Linked DNA regions of Mus musculus: region 2 is linked to region 1. The links are chromatin contacts, called in public promoter capture Hi-C maps. All regions are on one chromosome and are shown on one strand. The core of a region is the stretch at or near the end of the contact, and the rest is flanking DNA. Distances in the headings are between cores, read along the strand shown. Region 1 holds the start of Cacng2 (calcium channel, voltage-dependent, gamma subunit 2). Region 2 holds the start of Grap2 (GRB2-related adaptor protein 2).

Region 1 (7,010 bases), core at 254-2,753:
CAGCCCACAGCACATGCGGCGCACATGCCCCAATGACTCTGCAAGATCAAGACCAACAGCTGACACCCCCACCCCATTTTTTCCCATTCCACCCCTCAACCTCTCCATGCCCTCGCCTCCTGCCTGCACAGTGCTGACTCGACTTGCTTCTGGGTGACAGACATGTCACTCTGCGTGGAAGCAAATCAGCGCTCGGTCTAACCCGCAAGTGACCGCTGTTGATTAGAACTTGGGCTTGTTTCCTGTGAGAGACACATGCATTTTAGACTTCGTAAACGTTAAAAACACACACATACACACAGCCAGCCACCTCGAATGGTACGCGGGGCTCGTAGACATTACGAAATGCTCTTGAACTCGGCTTGAGCTCCTAGAATAATTAGAATCTACCAAATAAGGATTCTTAGAAACAACAGATTTCTTTTTTTAAAGGGAGACTTGCAGATGGTGCTGGGCCTGTAACTTTTGAGGAGCGAGAGAAGAGGAAGAGCATTTTTTTCTGAATCCTTCATTGCAAAAGGCTGAGCAGCACACAGGGAAGCAATTATTTTTCCCTCCTCATAGGTGGCAAAGCCAGACCCAAAGGCAAACCCTAAGGACTCCAAAGCATCCAGAGCACATCTGAACTCTACAGACAATTTCCTGTTTTCACCATACCATAGATCATTCCAATGAGGAGGTTTGGGAGGACGGGGTGGAAGCCAAAGAGTAGAGAGTGTGGGTTCTGCTTATTGATTTTCTTTCCTCTGAAACTAACCCAGTCAACCTTGATCTGCAGCGGCAGCGGCGGAGGGAGTGAAGTGGGAAAATGGTGGAATGTGGAGGGGACTTATTTGGAGGCGGGGGGGGGGGTGTGGAGGGGAGGGGCGGCGTGGGAAGGGGGAGGAGGTTGGAAATCAAATACCTTCGAGGCAGCAGGTTCTCCATAATCCGGAATGGGTCATAACTTCCTCGTTCTTCTTGCTGGTTTCATTCTCACTGACACTTTTGGTCTTGCAAACCCCTCTGGAGTACAGCCAATAGTCGGTTCCCACAGCGATGGTCATCAAGCTGAAGGCAGCGAAAGCACCAACGGTGGTTAAAAGCATTTGAACACCTCGATCAAACAGCCCCATAATTCTTCATTATATAAACACCCAACCGACTTCTGGTTCTCAGGAGCGTGTGTGTGAGGGTGCGATTGGTAATTCCACTACTAATATAATGGATATATGTGTGAATAGAGAATATGGAGAGATATAAAAAAAGGGAGATAAGAAAGCTCACGGAAAAGTGTGTAAATTATAAAGATCACACGGGAAGAGAGGCTTGCCTTTTGAGATCAAAAAACTGTTCCAGTTGCAGCGATTTTTTTAAAAAAAGGGAAAATAAATAAAAAGACACCCCCCCACCCCCCCAAGTGAGATGCCTTAATCTCTTTTCCTAAAATTCTGGTCTCCAGTTTCCATATGTGATCGCTAATTTGGAGATGGCTTCCACAGCGCGCCAGGGTACAGCCGAATTCTCAACACCATCTCTCATGGTCCGGACCTAGACAGTTAGAGACTGGAAGAGCTGGGAAGCAACCTTCGGTCTTCGTTCGCGGCTCTGCGGCCTGCGCCATGAAAATCCGTGGCTTCGCCAGTTCTCTTCCTTGGGGAGGGAGGGGGTCCTCGAGGCGCCTCCGTTTCAGAGGAGACTGCCCAGTCTTCTGCAAGCCCTCGAGCTCAGCTGCACCGGTGAGGGGGTCTCGCCTCCCATGGTTGTGCCCCGGCGGCGGTAACGGCGGCGGCGGCGGCAGCGGCAGCGGCAGCAGGGTTGGCGGGCGCGGTGGCGGCAGGACGAGCAGCCGCGGTTATTGTTGTTGGCGGCGGGGGTAGTGTCGGCGAAGTGGGGGAGGGAGGGGGTTTCTCCCGGAGAATCGAGGCGGGGTTCCCTCCCCCGATCCGCAAAGCTCCTCGGAAGCCAGCGAGCGAGCGAGCGATGGGGCGCGCTAGCCGGCGTCTTGCAGCAGGCAGGCCCGCCCGCCTCCCCCGCTCACGGCCGCGCAGCCCCGGGCCAGGCGCTCCCAGCTACAGCATCGCCGTGGTGCTGAAACGGACAGCTCACCCCGGCCGGGCTCGTCCACTTACTGCATCGCCGTAGTGCTGAAGTGGACAGCTCCCCACGACCGGGCGCTCTCACCTACAGCATCGCCGCGGTGCTGGACTGGACAGCTCTCGGAGCAGGAGCGCCCACCTACTGCGTCGCCGTGGTGCTGAACTGGACAACTCCCCCACTCTGTGCGCTCCCTGCGCTCTGTAGCCGGCCAGGAGTGGGGCCCTGGCCACGGGGCCTCTGTCGTCCGCGGACGGGCCAGGCCAGGGCCAAGCGCAGGGCTGCCTGGCCTCCCGGACTCCTGTTCCACAGTTCCGGAATGAGCGCTGGCCGGGGCCTCCTGGAGCTGGGAGGAAGGCGTAGCTGGCGATCTCTCTCTCTCTCTCTCTCTCTCTCTCTCTCTCTCTCTCTCTCTCTCCTCTTCCCTCCCCCCTTGGTGTTTCTTCCAGTTCAGCCTCCTTCTCATTCCATCTCTACGTGCCCAGAGCTTCAAATACAGTCCTCCCATCACAGTCAGATTCCCACAAAACTTCAATCAGCTGCTTCTCCTGGAAGAGATCCTGGATGGGTAATTACAAACATAGTTTCTATGTGTTGTTCTTCCTCCCCTATTCATGGGTTCCACACTTTCTGGGGAGGGGAGGTTGTTTTATTTTACTGTCTGGATAGACGCATCTCCTGCCTTATTTCCTCTTGATCTTTCTTTCTGGCTAACAGGGGTTGTGTATAGCTTTCTCTGTGACTCTCTGTAGTTTTTCTGTGAAATTCTACATCTTGCTTCTACAAGTAGACATTTTGGGAAGATGATTCTTGTGAAAGGATGAGAAAAGGGTGGCTGGTAACTGGGGTTCGGGACATGATACTCATCTCAAAGGTAAAAATGTTTTCAGGAAAAGTGAGTTGTGGATCTTTCCAAGTTTCCCTTGTCATTCATAAATGAGATTGATTTTTTTTTTAAACCTCTCTACTATGAGCAGGGAAAGGCAGGAGCCCTCTCTTGCTCAGCAGAACGGCGAGCCTGGGTTGTTTCCTGTGTCACCTCTCCAGACTGTGTGTGCAACTTTCCCTTAATGTGACCCTGGAAATCGAAGCACGTAGATGATGCTCACTGCTGTGGATGCCATGTTATCTCAGATCAGTTTTGTGACTAAGTAAAAGGAGACCATAGGAGACTCTAGGTTACATTTTTTTCCTTTGGGGGAGGGGCTAGAGAAAGCTGTGAATCCATTGGGTCAGTTGAAGGGTGTAGAGTGAGGATTTGATTTCATAATTTAGTAATGCCACCCCTCATTGTGCCTTGAGATGACCTGCATGATAGTTTCTCAGTGATCCAGAGATTACGGGTGCACGCAGAAGATGGCTGAGGTAGAAATAGTTCCTTGGGTGTAAATTCCAGAGCCTAACCTCTTCCTTTCATCTGCGCAGTCACAGGTAGAAACTACCTGTTTCTCTACCCTGCATAAAACTTCCTTTTCTCCCAATCTCCTCTCCCTCCTCAGACTGGAAGGACCCTCCTAAGGATTGAGAGCTGTCTTTCTAGTTCCAGCATCTAGAGAAGGGCACCCAGACGTCTGCAGTCTGTGCTAAGGGATTTTAGTGGAGGCTGGAGCTGGCTTGCATGGAAGAGGTTCTTGGGCCTTGGATTCCTTCGTGGGAGGAAAGCAGCAGGGGAGGAGAGGGGTGGGGGTGGATGGTCTGCTCATCCCTGGTGCACTTTAGTAGTGGCTTCCGTGGGTGTTTCTGTTGGACTGCTATCCTTAAAGGAAGATGTGAGGGGCAGATACCAAAGCTTCTGAGATTTCCCAGGTCTTTTGAGCAGGGCAGGTTGGAGAGACACTTGGGTGTCTCATATGTGTCTAAGAGGTGATGCCTGTCACCTTGGCTGCTTTTGACCTTCCCATGCATAGTGGAGCAAAACACTTTTTCTCATCCCTTCCCTCTTCACATCAACCCCTGGGCCTTCTGCTCAGAAAGCACCCACCCATTCCAGAACCTCAGAAGCCTCCGTTTGTCCTCAGACTCTGCTAACCTCGGAACTGCTGACAGCGGCTGTAGCATTCACAGACTTTGATTCATCTTCTGGCCACGTCGTCACCGGGAAAACAACAGGGGTGGGGGTGGGGAGGGGAATCTGTCTCTATAGCCAGCATAGAGACAGCAGAGACTACTGCAGAGAGAATAAGCCCGGGGACACAGCTTCACTTGGTACTTGGACAATTGCCATACTCTATCCAAGTTGGCTTCCTGAAGACTCAGTTTCAGTGTCTGAAAAATGGGTCCCTGAGCACTTGTCCACTCCTTGTAGAGCTTCCCAGCTACCCCTGATCTTCACTGTTTGCCATATTGCTATGAATTCACCGCATTGATCACACTTAATTGTGCTATAGCCCCCTCATTGCCTCATAACCCCTTGATAGCAAGATCTGAGCCACGCTCAATGTTATGATGTTAGGACCCAAGGACGTTCTAGATTGTAGCAGACTCTTGGTGAATAATGCCTGAGCACTTTGTGGGCTTCCTGTGGCAGAAGAAGGGCAAGGAGCCTGGCATGCAGCAAGATGGTTGACTCCCATTCTTTATCCCATTTAACACCCGGAATGCTCTCTGGCTTCATCTTTGGGACACTTCCTGTCTCACAGTCCTCACTCTTTCCAAGTGACTTATATGTCACAGGGTCCTTCTGTAGGCAAAAAGGCCACGCGGGAGAGCTGGCCCTGCACAGGGTCTATTTGCAGGCACCTGTGCTTAGTGGCTGCTGAATAGATGTCTAGGGAGCGGCTTTGTGTGACTACAGTTTGTTACTTGGGAAGGGCTTAGAGGAAATTAGCTGAAATGCCACAGGCCTATTTTGAGCCGCCTCTTTGATGGAGTGGAAATAACATGGGATTTGGGCACAGCAGACCTGGCCTTGAAGCACAGGGCTGCCATTTCCTCGCCGTTTGACCTTGGACAGTTACTTAACCCCTGTGGAAACTTGTCCTTTCATTTGTCAAGAACCAGGGGCTCAAGCCCAGGCTGTGGTCACCCATGTTGTGCGTTAATAGCTATGGTACCAGTTGACATTTATTGGATGCTGACCCGTGCTGAATCCCACAACCCTCCTCTAAAGGGGTCTCATTTTACTCCCATTTACAGGTGAAGAAACAGAGCTACCTATGAGACGCAAGTATCTGGCATCATTTTTCACACTTAGGGAGTGACAGACCCTGGAGTCTAATCCATCACCTGAGCTGAACCCAACCTCCGAGCGTTCTGAGGAAGGGCCTTGCCTTGAGACTATCAGCTCCTCAGCTGGTTTACAGAGAAGCTCCTGGGTGAGGGTGTGGGCATACTGACACCACACTTAGGTCAAGGAATCCTCAGTAATGTGCTAAGAACTTTTCCTTTAGGTGGGCGAGAGCCCAGAGAGGTCACATCCCAAGGTCACAGGCCAAGTTAGTGGGTCAGCAGAGATTTGAAAACACTGCTGTCACTCATAAGTACAAAGATTCATTCAGTTCTTTTTAAATCCAAACTCAAGCATCTATTGCATGTTGGGTACAGGGCTAACTCCTGATGAGAGGGACAGTCTCAGCAAAAGCCTGTGATTCCAGCACTTGGGAGGCAGAGGCAGGAGGATCACTGTGAATTTAGATTCCAGCTAGAGTTAGTGAACACACACACACACACACACACACACACACACACACACACACACACACAAGAGAGAGAAAGGGAAAGAGAAAGAGAGAGACAGAGACAGAGAGAGAGAGAGAGAAGGGGGCATATTTTCTGTGGGAGCAGAAGTAGCTAGGCCAAGAGAGGGGTGGGGGAAATCTGAGAATAGAGAGAATATTCCAAGCTGGGAAAATGGTCTGTGAAAGGTTGAGATGTGTGAGACGAGATGACAAACCCTGCTTCCTGGGTTAGCAGGAAGCAGAACAACACAGTATGGCGGAAGCTAACACAATGGTGGGAAGTGTCCAGCAGCCTTGGAGAAGATGCTGGGGCAGAAGAAACACCCTGAAGGGAAAGAGTCAACCAATTCTGGGGCAGGCGACAGCCAGGGTGATGTGGCTGGTTCCCAAGCCAGTGATGGAGTCACTTGGGGCAGCACAGGGGAAGTCAGGATGGGAAGTGGGGGTCAGGAGGATGTGGGGAGAGCTGGGTAAGCACAGTTACCCATGCTGAGGTGGCTGTGTGTGAGGAAGGAGTAGGTATGCATGCCGGTGTGAGGAGTGGCAAGCTGAGGCCTCTGGCTCTGTCACGGTGCTGGTTGCCATGTTCTGAGACCTCTCTGCTCCACACCCTCTTTCTCTCTCTTCTCTGCATGTTAATTAATTAATTAGGGATGCAAATCATTCATTTGATTCCATTCTATTCCCAGCAGAATGCAAATCTCAGGAAGGCAGCGATTTTATCCACCATGTTCACGCTGTATTTCCAACCTACGGCGCACAGCCTAGCACATAGTAGGTACACAATGAAAAGGAATTCCTTTGCCAATTGGCTCAGACAATATGCTGAGGGGATAGAGACACTGATGAGATTAAATACTCAAAGCTTGACAAGTGGCAGAGTCAGCACAGACTCACGTGACACTCCATTTTGTATTTGGTATTTCAGCCTGATATCCAGGTTGCCTGGCACATACTAGGTCTGCAATATGGGTTTGCTGAGTGGAAAAAGAAAAAGGAAAAGACACGCATGCTCAGGGTAGTCAGCATATAGACCCATCCTAGAGGGGCTCAGAAGACCCCCCAAAGGCCAGAAGGAAAGGTCACAAGTAATCAAGAGAGGGAGAGAATTCCAAGCAAGGCAACATGGCCAACCACAGCAGAAGACAAACCAATAGGTGAGTGAGAGGCTCTTGGCTACAGGTATCACCCATTGGCTTTATTGTTCTCAACCAGGAGGAAGCTGGAAGGTGGGAAAGAAGAGGTGTGGAGCTAGCT
Region 2 (7,203 bases), core at 4,427-6,926, 2.5 Mb after region 1:
CCGAGGTAATTCTGGGAATGAGTGAAGAAGGTCCTGAGACAGAAACACGGAAGTACCCACTTCACCACAGCCTCAAATTCAGTTTCAGTTACCCACAGTCAACTATAGCGCAGAAGGACTAAGTGAATAATTTTTAAAAAAATCATAAAGTTTAAATTCTATGCTATTTTGATAGCATAATGCTTTGAACACTCCCACCTCCATTACACGTGGGGCTCAAAATACCCCCCTTTCCAATGTAGGTGAGTTGTATCTGCTGTCTCTCCCTAGTCACTTTAAGGCTATTGGGTGTGTTGTTGAGCCATGGAGGTGCTTTGTTTGAGTAACCCATTACGGTAGCCTGCATCTAGTTTACAGTGCCTGCTCCCCTTTATGGTGGCCTAAGATTACTTCACAACGCCTGCCACCCTTATTTCCTGCCATCAAGCAGGCACTGTATTTTAAAAGGTGAACACACGCTACAGTAGGATACTTTTGAGTGCTTTGCCTGCATGTATGCTTATGCTCCAAACTGTGTCTGGTGCCCAAGGAGATCAGATGAAGGGATGGAATCCCTTGTAACTGGAGTTCTAGATGCTTGGGAGCCACCATGTGGGCTGGGAACCAAGCTTAGCTCCTCTGCAAGAACAGCAAAGGCACCTAACTGCTGAGGTGTCTCTCCAGCCCCTTGTTTTGCTTTGCTTTTTGAGTCACTCTTACTATGTAACTCAGGCTGCCCTGGAACTCGCTGTGTACACCACCAGACTGGTCTCGAACTTATGGAGAACCTCCTGCCTGTCTCGAGTGCCTAGACTCCGTTACTGAAGTTTATTGAAGTATATTATGGCTGTCCCTCCTCGTTAGCCATCTCTTACTATGCCTAATGTGTAAGTTAAACAATATCATTGACACATTGCTATGCATATGCAGGAAAAAACCATAGTTCATAAAGGGCGTGGTGCACTGGCGTGACAAGCATCCACTGAAGTCTGAGCGTGCTTCCTCCATCTAAAGGAGATTGGCTGTAAGGGGCCTGGTGTGTGTTACATTCCAATTGTGCTGAAGCTAAAGTTTCTGGGCTTGACTCCAAATCCTGTGGGAATGAGAGAAAAGGAGGAGACTCTAGTGATTCTCCAGTTTCTTTCTGGGGTGACAGTAAATGTCTGTTGCTCATCAAGATTAGGCAGATGATGATCTGAGATGGGTTAGCAGCAAAAAGAGATAAATTCTGGTTTGGACGGTTTTTTGGGGTTTTTTTTTAGTATGAGGAGCCTGCGAGGTGAAGACCCCTGGGGGACAGGTTAGTGGTGAGAAATGGAATGGAGAGAAGGTTTGCAGCCAACTCTGAAGCCTCGAGGGGGTTGGCACACAGAAAGTGACTGGTGAGACCCTTGGAAATAGGTGAGGCACAGCCAAAGACTGCAGCCCCCGTGAGGTGGAGAGGCCAGTCACAGAAGAGTGGGGGGGGGCACGCTGGTGAAATTAACTCCCCTAATGTGATATTAGGTAAGGGGAGCCTTTTTAACTACTCCCCTCCATTTGGGGATCACAACCTAGTTGCAATACTGTAGTCACCCCACACACACACACACACCAGTACAAATTTCATTCTTTGATAATGAGTTGCATGGGGGGCGATTATTGTTGTTTTGTTTTGTTTTGTTTTGTTGGTTTCTTGTTTTAATTTTCTGAACTGGGAGTTTCTTAAGTCAATGGACTTCTGCTTAGCTTTCAGGATTCCTCTGACCCCAGTAAGCCCACTGCTACTAGCTCTCCCATTTGGAGGTGTCCCTCCTCCAAAGGGTTACCTTCTCTATCTAGCTTCATGCCCGGGGAGGTAAGTGTTCAGTCTTCCATCTCTGACACACCCACCACCCCCTACACCCACAACTCTTAAGGTCTCCTTGGCAGCCTTGGTCTCACTTGACCTTTACTCTTGTCTGTTAAGGGCTCTGAGCTCCCTGTAAGGATGCCTCACTAACATTTCTAAATCAGTGTGTCCAGACTCTCATCCTTTCCTCCACTGAGGCTCCCTCACAGTGTCTCCTGTCTCAGTGACACTACCTTGCCCCATTCTCTCAGGCTATGAGCCTGACAGTCCTTCTGGATGCTTGACTTTTACACTACGTCATAATTATCAGATTCCTCTGGAGATACAAGATGGCTATCAAGTAACTGGGTTATCCATGCTAAGTCCAGTAGCTGACACAACAATGTTAACCAAGCTGGTCTTGAACTGACAGAAACCTGCCTGCCTCAAAGGTCTCACACTATAACCCAGGCTGATCTAGAACTTATGATATAGCTTAGGCTGGGCTTGAACTCATGTCAGTATTTCTGCCTCGGGCTCCTGAGTATTAGGATTGGCTAAACTTCATGATCACTCTCTGTATACAGAGTCCACTTGCTGCTAACACGAAGTTACCTCCAGCTGGAGGGCAGGAAAGGTGCAGGAAGGAATGACTGGAATCTCAGCCTAAGGGCCATCCCCTGCCCCTCAGGAGTGCTATGAAGAAACGCCAGGAAGCCAGGTTTTGAGAACTGTATGTACACGTGAGTGCGTGTGACCACAGGTGCTGTTTCAGATGGTTGATGGCCGTTATGCTCAGAGGACAAGCTTACACAACAGTCATTGAGGGCCTTCGTGAAATTTAAACCTCAAGCCAACTCACATGAGTCTAGACTCAGTTTCCCACTGGCTCCCAGCTCTCTCAGCATAAAGTCTCAAGGCTTTGCCACAGCAGACAAGGCTCCGCCTGATGCTCTGCCCTCGTTGACCTCTGAACCCGCTCCTCGGCCTCATCCTAAGTCTTTATAGCTGTGAGTCCTTCCTACCCCAGATATCCACGAGGCTCACTTCCTCGATTTGTGGCTTTGTTTCTCCCTTTACCTGAATGTAGGGTTCAGCGAGGTAGAGGCTGTGTGTCATGTCCTAGCCCGCCCCTAGAGCCAAGCATAGAGAAAGCGTCTGAACTCCGTTGAGTGACCGAACACCTGAATGCTCTCTATTGAATCAGAAGTATATATTTTACTCTAAAATGTAATTAAGCACGGTTGCACATAAGAAGCTCTGTTATGAATGATGACCCTTCAAAAGGAATTGCTGGATCTTTTCTTTTTTTTTTTTTTTTTTAAGCAAGTGTGGTTTTTAAAGAAATTTTCTCTATTGCGGATAAGTGGGATTTCACACGTCCTGAATCCTCCCAATTACTTGCTATTTTTTTCTAAGTGTCTTCTGACAGCAAAGGCTGAAATGCAGATGTCCTCACACTGGGGTCTTGCTTCGTTCCGATGTGCTTTGTCCTCCTTCAGTCACAGAGCTGATGTGAGGTAAAGTACTGAGGTGGCCTGTGCTGCCTGTCATTCCTGCCAGCCAGTCAGCACTCTGCTCTTTACTTGGAAGTGGAGGGGTTCCATATTAGGGTACCTGCTGAAACCCTTCTAAGGGGCTCTGGATAGAACTGTTCGCCAGTTCCCCTTCCTGCCCACACCCCAGCCTTGCAAGCTGAGGGGGTCCTGGTTAACCAACCATTCCATGTCACTGACTTGGGGAACTGCCACTGAGAAAGATACTGACCAGGGGCTCTTGGAGCCTTGGAACTTGGCAGTGGAGCTGTTTCATGTAATGATGGGACCCTAGAAGGTACTTAGATCACAAAGGTGGGACCCTGAAGCCAGTGTTAGTGTGATGTGTTATCTTTAAAGTGCTCTGTAATGTGAAAACAGTGGCTATCCTGTTCACAAGCAACTTAGCTTTAAGAAAATTGTACAGAATTTTCTTTTAAAGTTGTCTTTTTTTAAAAAAAAAAAAAAGAGTTGTTTACTCTTATTTGTATGAGTACACTGTAGCTGTCTTCAGACACACCAAAAGAGGGCATCGGATCCCGTTACAGATGGTTGTGAGCCACCATGTGGTTGCTGGGAATCGAACTCAGGACCTTCGGTAGAACAGTCAGTGCTGAGCCGGCCGAGCCATCTCTCCAGGCCTCAGACTTTTATTAATAAGAAAAGAAGCTGGAGAAATGACCCAGTAAAGACTCACGTTGAGCAGCTCACTGTGGTCTGTTACCCCGGTTTCAGGAGACCTAGCACTCTTCTGGTCTCCATGGGCATTGCATTCCCATTACTAAGGATGCAAATTACTTCTTCTAGCCCATTTGATGAATATTTACTGAGCACCTACTATGACCAAAGTAATGTGCCAGTTCTATACCAGGCTCCTTCTTCCCTGTTTCAATTAAAATGCATAATCAGGCAGGCATGGTAGTACACATCTATAGCCCAGCATTGGGGCTGGCTGGACCCAAATCTTGAGGCTGCAGCTGGAAGTCAAAGAGTTCTAGGCATAGCCTGGGCTACAGCACAGAAGAAAACATGTCTCAAAAAAAAAGTGAGAGATTATAATGAGAAAAGGGTTTTTAAAATATAAATCTTCAAGCCCAGTGGTGGTAGTACACTCCTTTAATCTCAGCACTCAGAGGTAGTGCAGGTACATCTCTGAGTTTGAGGCCAGCCTGGTCTACAGAGCAAGTTCCGGGAAACTCTATCTTGCAAACCAAAAACTAAAATAAAATAACTTTTTAGTAAAGTTTATCATTTAAAGAAGCAATGAGATACCGCCTCAGAAGTCAGGAATGAAGTCTAAGTTATACTCTTAGAACTTCAAATTGAATCAAATGGGGAAAAAACTATGCAGAGATTCATGCCGGAGGTATCCCGAAATGTCCCTCTTCTCCTTGGATCCAGCCTCCAAACTCTAAAGGCCTTGCTTAGCCAGTTGAAATGCGTCTCCTTTTTGTGCAAGAGATACAAGAACAAAGAGAAAGGAAGAGAGACTTCAACGGGCTGCAGGTGGTGTGGGGGCAGGGAGAGTTAGAAATATGGAGGTGAGAACTGGGGAAGTTGAGGGAGATGATGATTCTTAAATTGTCAGAGAGCCTTGGGTCCAGCTTGCTCAAGAGAACGTGAAGTCCCACGGGTCCAAGGAAAGATCTGCACTCTTGACCATAGCAAGCCTGGACTTAGAACCCCTGGCTTATCGGCTAGTTAACCCCCATAGTGTGTGTCTGTGTCGTGTGTCTGTGTCACTAACAGAACTCCTGGCTTAGAGAGCCTCCCACTGTTTTCTTCCTTCTCTCTTGGGTCAAGATTTGTATCACAAGCTAAGAGTTATGTAAATGGGTTGGCTACACTTAGCAAGCGGTTTCTCTGAGATTTTAACATCATGATTGACCAGGGAAGACTTTAACTTTTTCCCAGTGGCCTTTGCATTTCTCCGGATGGAATGATGTGAAAACAGGCTTTTTCCTTGAGGCCAGCAGCAGCTTGTTACCGGATCATATCCAAACTCAGAAGTTTTCTTGTGTGAATGTGAGCGTTGGGGGCAGGCGTGTTTTCAGAAGTTTTCGTATGTGTATGTGAGCGTTGGGGGCAGGCGGGTTTTGTTAAAACTGAAACGAATAGGAGCAGGCATGTTTCGGTGAACCTCCTGCGTTTTGGTTCAACTCTAGCAGCTAGAAAACAAAACCACATAATCTGAGGCTCACGCCCAGCTCTGCGCAGCAGGGTGTCTGCTAGTTCCTGTGTGGTTTGCCTGCAGACTGGCTGGGGGGGAGCTTGGAGGAGGGCAAGGGGCAGGGAGGAGGAAGCTGTATTGATGGATCTGGGGCTTGCGACCTGCTTCAGTGTGGTGCTCAGAAACCAGCACAAGGCAGACCTGTAGGCTGAGGCGGCGCGGTAAACTTGACATTTGAATGCATCTTCCCACTGGCAAAAGGCAATTCTAATAACTCGTTGTCAAAGCCGAGATACACGCTCAACTCAACCTCTTCGCGTCCCAAAGGTAAGTCATGCGTCGTGGGTGCACGCCCTCTGGAAACCTTGAGCGCTTTTAAGATTCTGTTCTCTGTAAGCCAAATCTAATGAAAGCTAGTCCTACTGGTTTTCTGAACTTTGCTGGCAATACTTCAGCCATCAGCCTAGGCTTCTTATCTAGTTGGCTTACGTTAGTAGGGATTGGATTCAACTTCTGTCAAACGAACTAGAGAAAACTTGGTCTTTACTGGGCCCATGGGGGAAAAAACGGCAGTTCTACTAACTGGCTTCAGAGCGATCTCTGGGAAAGACCTTGGATGTTGAGGTCCCAGAGGGGGAAAAAAAAATCCCCCTTCAATAGTGAAGTCGGGGAGTGGCAGGTGGTAGGGAATTGAGCCCAGACTCTGAGGACTTGCTCAATTTTTTCACCAACTCCAAACTGCTAGTTCTGGCGGCATTTGCTCTCTTTACGAAGAACACTGGTCTGAGTTCCTTTAATAAGAGAAAACTTCCCGTGGGAAGACATGAGGAGAGGGTGTTGTCTATCTTTGTCTCTTTATTAATAGTTGTGTGGCATCTTTAAAGACCATCTCTGGTTTCTGCTCTTGTCCCCATCTGTTTCAGAACCTGAGAAAGGAATGCAAAGACCAGGTTTTCACTGACTTAACCATGACTGCATCCACTTAACCTCAAGTGCAGCCTTGTTAATAAGGCATATGGAACACTTTGTATATCATTAGAAGTACTCATCCAGAGATAGACTAAGGGGGGCTACTTGGTCTCCAAACCACCGCAGGGATAAGGCAGTGATGAGCACACATTGTTGGAGGGTGAGAAACTTCAGTGGAAGAGCCTTGCATATGGGTCCATTTATTATAAACTGCTAATTTGTTATAGGGTCCCTTTTTTTTTCTTCTTCATTTTTGATTTCAGAAAGAACGTTTAGTTTAACCTGGTCTCTTTTAGTGAATCAACATGGCCTACAAAGCTTGATATTCATAGTATAATTTTAGAGAGGCCCTCTTGAAAGAAGCAGCCACTATTAAGTAGTGTCTCCCTCTCCCCCCCCCCACCCCCCCACCAAGGCAGGGTTTCTCTGTGTAGCCCTGTCTGCCCTGTCTGTGTAGCATAGGCTGGCCTCGAACTCACAGAGATCCTCCTGCAAGTAGTATATTTCGATGCCAAGTTTTTAAAAAACTTCTAACTTATTCCCTTTTTAAGAATTTTTTTGTGTTTGTGTTCTGGTTTTCTGTAAAAGGAGGCAGCCCCACATCACTGAAGAAAACTACCCTATTAAACTCAACCCCAGAGAGTCTCCCACATAGTAAACTGTAATCTTATTCTCCCTAAATTGTAATAGCTTTCATCTTTTAAAAATGGCTTTACTGAAGCTGAGGGGAAGGAGGTGAT

The links. Promoter capture Hi-C pulls out the DNA fragments that hold promoters and counts their contacts.
Region 2: a contact with region 1 is called in a promoter capture Hi-C map of liver, with 8 times the contacts expected there. The contact joins the promoter of Grap2 here to the promoter of Cacng2 in region 1. A contact is called at or near these places in 2 of 39 promoter capture datasets (both in liver).

What each region holds. Positions count from the first base shown.
Region 1 is chr15:78,117,777-78,124,786 of GRCm38.p6, forward strand. It overlaps Cacng2 (calcium channel, voltage-dependent, gamma subunit 2), which reads right to left and starts at 1,504. Exons shown (of 4, transcript NM_007583.2): 1 at 905-1,504. The coding sequence starts at 1,115. It overlaps A730060N03Rik (a long non-coding RNA gene), which reads left to right and starts at 1,019. Exons shown (of 2, transcript XR_875456.2): 1 at 1,019-2,644.
Region 2 is chr15:80,566,921-80,574,123 of GRCm38.p6, forward strand. Grap2 (GRB2-related adaptor protein 2) reads left to right here and starts at 5,677. Exons shown (of 8, transcript NM_001289442.1): 1 at 5,677-5,821.